Linked DNA regions of Mus musculus: all the other regions are linked to region 3. Evidence: chromatin contacts called from public HiChIP or PLAC-seq data. All regions are on one chromosome and are shown on one strand. Each heading gives the region's core, a stretch centred on a gene start, on an enhancer-like site or on the middle of the called end of the contact. The rest is flanking DNA. Distances are from core to core; before and after follow the strand shown. Region 1 has its middle 65 kb from the start of Slc7a1. Region 2 overlaps Ubl3 (ubiquitin-like 3). Region 3 has its middle 34 kb from the start of 2210417A02Rik.

Region 1 (3,049 bases), core at 159-2,658, 240 kb before region 3:
AGTGTCCAATTCAGTCATAGATGAGAACTGTGACATATAAAAGCAACTAAACTAAAGCAGATCGATGAGCTGGTATGATCGGGGAATCAGTAAGCTTAAATTGGTGATTTATAACTTCTGCTCTGACCAGATAACTCCTCTGTGTGTCTTTGAATTAAAGTTTCAGTTCTGAGACTTGTACAAATTTGCAATCTGGGGCTGGAGAGATGGCTCAGCAGTTAAGAGCACTGACTGTTCTTCCAAAGGACCTGAGTTCAAATCCCAGCAACCACATGGTGGCTCACAACCATCCGTAATGAGATCTGATGCCCTCTTCTGGTACATCTGAAGACAGATACAGTGTACTTAGACATAATAATAAATAAACCTATTTTTAAAAAAAGCTTAAAAAAACAATTTCTCCATCTGCAAGAAATAATACCGAGGGATCAATGTCACAATGCCTGGGATATTGCTATCGATAACCCATATATTGCCATCCACAACCAGATATTATCATTCATTGTACAGTTAGTATCCCGGCATCCAGGATCCCTCCCACTGTCTTTTAGCATCCCACCTTTTCAGGAATCCCCAGAAACTCCTCGCTAGTGTTACCTTTCCTGCATCCACATTGTCTCAGTGCTATCTTTCAAGAACAGTTTTTTACTCAGCAGTTGGATTTCCACCCATGTTGTATGGATATCCATAGTTCGTTCCCCCTCTTTGCTGTATAGATACAGCACAGCTTATTTAACCAGCTTCCCATTCGGGCTATTTCTGGCTTGTTTTGCATTCAGGCTATTCCTATAGTGTGAATGCATGCAGACTGCTCAGTTTGGAAAGAATTCATCAGTGAGTTTGTACATCTCAGAGGGCTCACATCTACATCTACCGTGCAATGGCTTTCTTTGGGAGGCGAAGCTTACTCACCTCATCCTAGAGTTGGCAGAATAAGCTTGCATGGTTTCCTAGAAGTCACATGACAAGCCAGCAGCTGGGTCATACGCTGAGTAAATACGCTGTGCCTGTCTCCACATAGAAACTCAGTCACAAATAGTTCCAGATACTAAATTCTAGGGATGCAAAAAGGATGAAAGTTTGGTCCTGAATGGGCTTGCAGGAGAGTTGGGAATCATGGGCCCAGAGCATGAATACAACACATGCTCGGACCATAAAGATAAGCATTGTAATTGCACAGAGTGGGGCCTAAACCACAGGGGGACCGTGCCTGGGCATGGGGAGGTGTGACCTCAGTGGGGGGAGATGGTGTGAGCACCCTGCAGCACAGACGGATTCCTCTGAAATTTTCCACTGAGAAAAAAAAAATGCTCTCTGAAAAAGATTTCTCGTCCTGGGCTGATGTTGGGTAGATAGTTTTATTTCCGTGACTAGTCAAATCTACGGGATCAGCAGAGCCTAGTAGGGACAGACCCAGAGAAATGCTTCCTTCATGATTCAGATGGAATGAGGAAATCGTGTTCTTTGCTAATAATACCCCAAGACCCAAATGTCAGAGCTACAGTATAAAGGAACACAAATAAATCTTACACACGCGAACTCCCAGGCTGACACTGGAAAGTAAACACTGCTGTGTGGTGCATGTGCTGGCCAGATTGTCAGCGCCATGGGAGCCACCCAGCACACACCTCTATGACAACCGCTCCTTTGGCCTGGGAAGAGGTGGGTGGCAGTGATTGGCACATGCTGAGGGTATACAACATGTTTCTCATATAAACCAGTGTTGTCTTCCCTAGTTCTCTAAGGAGAGAGTACAGACCACTGGAGAGTGAAGAACCTGCCCAGGACTGCTACAACATGCAAGGCTTTCGGATCGCCCTTATAGGGGTGACAGGGAACGAAGCCACACTGAGATCGGGTGGGTGCTGGGCACTAACAGAGCTGTACCAATGGCCAGGAAACCCAGTATGTTCCTTATATATCCTGAGGAGCAGGTTAGCTAATCTCTGTAGGAGGTCTCTGTAGGGAGCAGCCTCAGGCTGCAGTCATTCTGGAGAAAGAAGCTGCGGTTGATGTGTATGGTGCATGCTGTCCACATCTGTACTGGACCAGGAGAAGACCTAGTCACCCCCAGGGGTCTGAGGCACTGGAGTCCTTGACATGGCTGGGCTCCAGTCAATATTCTCTCACTCAGGACCTCATCCGTCCACCACACAAAACCACTTAGGCACTGGGCCCAGAACTGTGTATCTTGGAGGGAACCATGAAATGTTGTTTACCTAAAAAGGAAGTGGATAGCCAGGCGTGGTGGCGCACGCCTTTAATCGCAGCACTCGGGAGGCAGAGGCAGGCGGATTTCTGAGTTCGAGGCCAGCCTGGTCTACAAAGTGAGTTCCAGGACAGCCAGGGCTATAAAGAGAAACCCTGTCTCGAAAAAAAAAAAAAAAAAAAAAAAAAAAAGGAAGTGGAGAGAGTCAGAGGTCAATGACACTTGGCTGGTCCAGTGTGTTGGTGATGTTGGAGCCACAGAGAGCAGGGGCTTATTCACTAAGGCCTTGGTGATAGAGTCTCCATGGAAAGGGTTTGGTAGGGGTATCAGCAAAGCCAGGATCGTGGAGAAAGGTGCAATTGTACCATTTTCTGTCCCCAGAGGTCTTCAGTGGGACATAGACATGCAGACAGAGGCACAAGCCAAGCAGGCTCCGGAGCCACCAAGATGGATACAAAGGCAGAAACTGGCAAGGGTTCCAAGCTGTGCTGGAACAGATTTTGGAAGTTTCAGGATGATCTGCCAGGAGGATCTGGGAAGACATTAAGCCTAGAGAATAGAGACTCCAACATTATCCAACAAGCTGATCTTGGAGCCACTAAACTGTGTGTTCCTGCAGGCATGTGTGTATAATATCAGTACCACCAGCATCTCTCTGTTCACTAAAGCCGTGCTATCCCGGGTAACAGATTTAGAATTTATTCCGGGAGTACTTGTGACATCTCAGAGTGAGGAGACAGAACTAGCTGGGCACAGCAAGCGCAGAATGATGGATGCCAATCAAGAAGCAGTCTGAAGAATCACAGACCAAGGATGTGTGAATTCTAGTCAATGAGAAGG
Region 2 (2,794 bases), core at 223-2,722, 200 kb before region 3:
CAGGCCGTAAATCTACTTGATAGGCTACTGAGCGAGCCCATAGCTCTTCCACAGCCACCATGCACATACTGGAAGGCAGCTGCCATTGCTGTATGCTGCCTCCGAAACACTCCTAACCAAAAAGGAAACCTGCAGTCCAGAAGGCAGACAGCGGAATGTTAGCAGGGTAGCCTAACCTAGCATCCAGCAGCACTGGCCAAGCAAGGGCCACTGGCCCCCACACTACCTGTCTGAGTCATGAGAGCTGGAAGTCCTTTAATTTACTTCCAAAAGAGACTGGCAGCTACACAATTGTCTAGAGATGAGTCATTTTACTGATTATTCTAAAATTTTAATGAGAATGAAGCATCTTGATCTTAACAAAGATTCTGTGACCTTTAACCTGACACTGAAACCGAGGGGCTGGTGGGAATTGCTCAACAGACCGGTGTTCCAAGGGGCAGCAGACTCACTCTCAGAGTCAAGAGAGGAAACCCAGCCAACACTTATTAGCTTGGTTTCTTCTTTTCTTTATTAATTTTAATTCAAGATCTTGTTTGAACCATTAAAAAAAATGGCCCCATGATTAATATATGCACAAACCAGCCAGGGGCTAACAGTCAACTCTCCTCACAGTGACAGAGGGTTGGTCTAATTAGGCAAAACTACAAACAAATTCTACCTTTAAGTGGCAATTATTTCTTGTATTTCTACAAACTACAGCAGTTTTCAGAGCAAACATAACACTGAAACAAACCAGCTCCATGTGAGCCCAGGCTCTGCAGCAGCCCACTAGGACCACACTGCTGGTCACTGAGGTCACCAGCTCTAACCCACAAGTCTTTCCATAGTGGACTCTGTTGTCCCATGCAAGCCCAGAGCAACCTGAAGGAGGATCTGGTCACATTCAATCCGCCTACTCAAGTTTATTGGTGCTGACACATGAACTGCTCAGTGACTACACAGTAACCGACCTACCTACCCAGGGAAGAACAGACTGCAGACCTCACCATTAGACGACCAGACTGAAGCACGATGGCGTGTCCACAGCAGTATTTACTTGGTCCCCACACAATGAGCACTTACTGAGTCCACTGAAAAAGCCCTCTTTTTACAAATGAAAACCTGCAGTCATAAACGTGCCAAGTCTGTGGGATGGATTTTGATGTAAAAGTAGCACACCCACCATACCACCCAGCAGCGCAGGGAACCCATCTGTAACCTGGCAGGCGGAGCCGTCTCCAGGGAGAAGCACACCCAGAGCTGGGGACCTCAGGGTCTCAAGTCACCTTTTTTTAGAAACCACTGTCATTTAAAATAAACAGAGGAATAATGCTGGCAAAGGACATTAATTACCTCCTAGGGTGACGTTTCCATGTAGAAATCTGCCTTGATAAATGAGTCGAAGAATGTTTGGGCTGCTGACCTGCTCTTCTTCCCAGTCTGAAAAAAGGAGAACTGGTTAGGCTCGGGCCCACACAACAGCACTTCTGTACACTCTGTAGAGGCTACCAGGAAGGGTGTGGCCCAGAGTCCCCACCCAAGCACTGCAGCCCTGGCTCCTTCCACCTTCCTCAAGTAGCAACAAAGAGCTGCAGAAGACTGTTTGTCCCTCAAGAGATCAGAGAGTGCCAAGCTGCAGGCTGAAGTTAAGGAAAACACCGAGCCAGAAGTCTAGCCTTGGTAAAGGGAATCTACCATTTGAAAATCAATTTCCATTATCAGTAATTAATGGACACTATAATGTTCCAGTGCTTGTACTGTTCAAATGTGTGCTCAAGGGTAGCAACAAGTTCCTCAAAGACTTCCTTAGGTGCCTGGGCTACATTGCTGTGCTGTTTTTCAGAGGCCAACTGGCAAACATTTCATGGCATTTGAGGCACACGGCTACCAGCTGGAGTATGGGCAGCACAGCAGCTCCTGCAGAAGCCCCGTCTGAGAACAGAGACTGCTGTTTGGACAGAGGGCGCTTTCCTTGGTAGCTCCCATCAGCTTCTTGCTGCAACAACGGAAGCTCTGGGTTCAGTGTGATCTGAAGACTTCCTGCTCACCATTCTAGTAGCTCCTACTCTCAGTAGGAGACGACAGACAAAGTAGTCCAGAAGACTGAGTGATGGAAGAGAAGAGAAGAAAGCCTGTCCTTGGTTGGTTCTGTTTCGTTGAGTGTTCAAAACAATGTATGTGCATGCACCTGATTTATCCGGTCTCAGGAACTCAAGTGAGAGAGGAACTCCCCAGGCCTGTCCCTTCCCGGGGAGTCTTACTGTACTCTTTCCTAGATAAAGATCAGGGGAGCTACTCTGCTTCAGCAAAAATTACTTTGCATGCACTGCCCTTAAAACCATCATTTATATAATTTATAGAATATGTCTGGCCAAACATTCCTTTGCTATAAACACAAGTGACAGTAACTTTAATCCATATAGAAGAGAGGTTAGGACTCTAAGGGGGATTTAAGGCCTGATAAAGCATAGTGAAGCCATGCCTTTCCATTATCTTTCACGGCCTCATGAGATGTGCCCTTCTCCTCTCTAGGCCCCAGAGGGACATGTACAGAACACGGCTTAGGAGGACTCTGGTGTCACTGATGTGATTAGCAGACCAGACAGCCAAGGAGTCCACCTGCCAGCCTGCTCCTTCCTCAGGGCAGGGCACCCAAAGACTTTTCTTCTACTGCTCCAGAATTTACTATTTTTTTCTTACAAGATCCAACAAATACATTTACTGGCTTTTAGTGCAAGATATTATAGTGGTTTAGACCTAGAATATTAATTTAAGTACTTTGTATAAAAGGAGCCCTTTTATGCACTCTAGT
Region 3 (2,940 bases), core at 199-2,698:
GCCAGCAACCCATTAACACACACCGTCTTGTGACCTTATGATGTCTGTGGCATCACACCAGGAATTTCCCAGAATCCCTTAAACCTTATAGGATGGAGATCACACGGATCATCAGCTGTTGACGGAAACATCAGATATGCTGTGAGTCTGCCCTAGACAGTCAGGCTGCTGTGGAGACTAAACATAAACCCAGACAGCAAGAAGGCCGAGGTGAAAGAGAACGGCATTCTTGTAAACGTGTCCTGCTTCCCCGACACCCCCTGAACACAGAGTCTTTCCGTCTGCTTCTTCTGGATCCCATGTGCATTATCAGCCTGTGGGCTCCTGTCTCCTCCACAATCCCGTTGCAAGGCACAGGGCGAATCTTAGTGTCAATGACCGAATAGCGGAATGAAGGACACACAACCCGTTCATTCCTCTGCAGCAAAATTTAATTATTCCTAGGATACAGGCTTCTTCTGACAAGACCCTCAGAGCATCTGTGTACCATGATGATGTTCTGGTGGCAGCAGGGCAACAGCAGGAGCTGCCCCTGGCTTTCTCGCAGCGTCTTCGGAAAACACGCCATTAAAGCTGATGCTATGTGTGGGCAAGAGAAACGAGCGAGCGTCAATACCCCGATTTAGGATCTCTGTATAAGGAAGCTGGATCCTCAAAGGCAGAGCCACTCTGTCAAGAGCACAGATAGAGTAGATGGAAGCTGGCTGGCTGGGGTCCCTGTGTGGAACTGGCTCCACCACTTCCTAAGAACTGCGAGGTTTAGCTGAGCTCAGCGGATCTCTAGGAAAAGTTGAAGTGTGTGGACAGCTTTTATCTCTTGTGAAGTAAAAAATTTTAAAGTGTGTGTGTGCACGCTCACACACGTATGACCACAGAGGCCAGGAGAGGGTGTTGGATCCCTTGTAGGGGGGATCACAGATGGTTGGTTGTGAGTTATCTAATACAAGTACTGGGAACTGAACTCAGACCCTCTGTGAGAGCAGTGAGTGCTCTTAACTGCTGAGCCATCTCTCTGGACCCCAGTAATGTTTTCTTAAGGTAGAGGATCTGGCAAAGGGGGTGGGGTGGGGTGGGGTGGTTCCTAGCCTCCCTGCCATCCCAGGAGTCCCAGGGACTGATGGGAGTAATGGAGGTGGGTGTCTGGAAAGGGGGGCTATGGGGGTAGGGTGGGGGGTGGGCTATCTTTGCAGTCAGCATAGGGTCCTCACTAGCGCTACTCAGAGGGCTGCACCAGGGAGACAGCTGTCAGACCACTCACCCAGCACTGTGGGCTGGTTATGGTAATTTTTCTGACAAATCACAGAGGAGAGCTCAGAAGGGAAGAGCTCTTGTTCCAAGTCACCGAACAGTCTCACATATGCTCAAAAGCCTTCTCTGTACAAATAAAGGAAGTGCCACTAACTCCACTTTCCAGAGGAAAGTGACTCATTAATTGCTTACCCAGAGTCACTGGCAGAGCTGAGATTGAAAGCTCGGATGAAGGTCTGATGCCAAAGCCCTGAGTGGGGCCCTGGTGTAACACGGGGATGGTGAGGAGGGAGCTAGGTGGGACTGACAGCTAGTGTGGGGCCCTGGGTACCAGCCAGGAATGTGGAATTACACTAAAGACTCCCTTCGGGGCACAGCAAATGACTTTTTTTCCCCTCAAGGCCAGCAGTGAAGAACAACTGATTACAGACTGAGCTACAAGCCTCAGCCCCTGACTGAGGCTGTCACAGCAAGGAAGGAGCCATGCTGGAGGGTCGTGTGCAGAGATCCCTACAGAGTGCCACGGAATTAATTGTGCATCTTTAATGGAGTGCATCTTTAGCTGACCTAGGGCCCGATTCTTGCCCTTAAAGAGTAAATAAAGTCCTTAAAACTAGCAAAAGGTGATGTGAGGTCCAGTATGTAAAAGGCACGTCGCTCTTGACGCTTCGTCCTTTAACAAGATACCCTGGATGTTTTTTGGATGGCCCTCAAAGACTTTAAGGGGTTACCACATCCAGATAAGAGGGACTGTGGTGCTAAAAATATAGAAAGGGCTTGTGGAGGAAGATCTGGGAACTTTAATGGAAAAGCCTGCCGCTCTTAAGTAAAAATAAGGGGACCAGAGAGAGGACTGAGAAGCCCCAGCCCCAAGCCCAGCTTTGTCTCCTGCCCCCAGTGAGTGAATTGACTCTCTTTAAACCCTAAAAGCAAGTGGCTCCAGTAGATGGAATCCCAGGAGCACCCAATCCGAGGTGCAGAGGAGAAGCAGGGCGGGGCAGAGATACCTGGGGTGGGGGAGGGGTCTCTGCAGGTGCCACCACAGGAAGCACTCTCCTCTGTCACCCGTCCTGATGTGGCATGATTGGTTTTTAAAGCCTTTTAAACCCTATTTTTACACCGAGCACATTTCTCTTCTCTTTCAAAGGAACAAAGGGATCACACAGCCCACATGCCCTTCAAACTGGCAGCTGGGGAGGAAAGGCAGGGTGCAGATCTGCAGCCACAGAGAGCTGGTTCCCCCACGTCCGCCTCCTGCATCCGACAGAAGGGCAGCCAGCAGATGCAGGCTCCGTGGAGCCACCCATCCCGAAGGTTTCCAGTGCCCTGGCAACCAATTATTACAGTGGCATTCAGTAGTTTAGGGAAGGTTAAACCCCTGTCTTTCTCCCAGATACTTAGATGACCCTGGTCAGAAAGTCCGGTGTCCTTCCATGTGACCAGGGTGAACCCACTGTGACATGCTTTACCTGCTGTACGCACACACAAGTACTCGAAGGGTTTTATTACATTGGCATCTGCATTGCTTAAGGAAAACAATCTCCTTTCACTTTCTGGGTTTCTCTTAAAATGGAAAATATTAGCACTATTACTCACACAGTTATTTTAAAAATGGAAGGACAGATGATTCATCTCCAACTCCAGAGATAGAGAGTAAGTATTGGGGTGACTTCTCTGAGCCTTTGAGTTTTG

What was found. HiChIP or PLAC-seq counts read pairs in DNA pulled down with a chosen protein or histone mark.
Region 1: an HNF4G HiChIP or PLAC-seq map of pancreatic cancer cells shows a contact between it and region 3. The contact joins two enhancer-like sites. A contact is called at or near these places in 4 of 484 Hi-C or Micro-C datasets (the G1E-ER4 cell line, the N1E-115 cell line, embryonic fibroblasts and 1 more) and 2 of 115 datasets of contacts at active chromatin or transcription factors (embryonic stem cells and pancreatic cancer cells).
Region 2: an H3K27ac HiChIP or PLAC-seq map of microglia shows a contact between it and region 3, with 3 times the contacts expected there. The contact joins two enhancer-like sites. A contact is called at or near these places in 3 of 484 Hi-C or Micro-C datasets (the N1E-115 cell line, bone marrow-derived macrophages and nephron progenitors) and 9 of 115 datasets of contacts at active chromatin or transcription factors (Th17 cells, cardiomyocytes, embryonic stem cells and 5 more).

The regions. Positions count from the first base shown.
Region 1 is chr5:148,463,158-148,466,206 of GRCm38.p6, forward strand. No RefSeq gene overlaps it. Among named protein-coding and RNA genes, the nearest start is that of Slc7a1, 65 kb to the left of the region's middle. Within about 2 kb of position 1,409, at least 23 of the 459 cell types and tissues checked have an H3K27ac peak or open chromatin away from gene starts, as enhancers often do. A contact at or near this core is called in pancreatic cancer cells, where this site is marked.
Region 2 is chr5:148,507,934-148,510,727 of GRCm38.p6, forward strand. It overlaps Ubl3 (ubiquitin-like 3), which reads right to left. Exons shown (of 5, transcript NM_011908.2): 3 at 1,336-1,422. Among named protein-coding and RNA genes, the nearest start is that of Ubl3, 43 kb to the right of the region's middle. Within about 2 kb of position 1,473, at least 116 of the 459 cell types and tissues checked have an H3K27ac peak or open chromatin away from gene starts, as enhancers often do. A contact at or near this core is called in bone marrow-derived macrophages and microglia, where this site is marked.
Region 3 is chr5:148,706,828-148,709,767 of GRCm38.p6, forward strand. No RefSeq gene overlaps it. Among named protein-coding and RNA genes, the nearest start is that of 2210417A02Rik, 34 kb to the right of the region's middle. Within about 2 kb of position 1,449, at least 163 of the 459 cell types and tissues checked have an H3K27ac peak or open chromatin away from gene starts, as enhancers often do. A contact at or near this core is called in bone marrow-derived macrophages, microglia and pancreatic cancer cells, where this site is marked.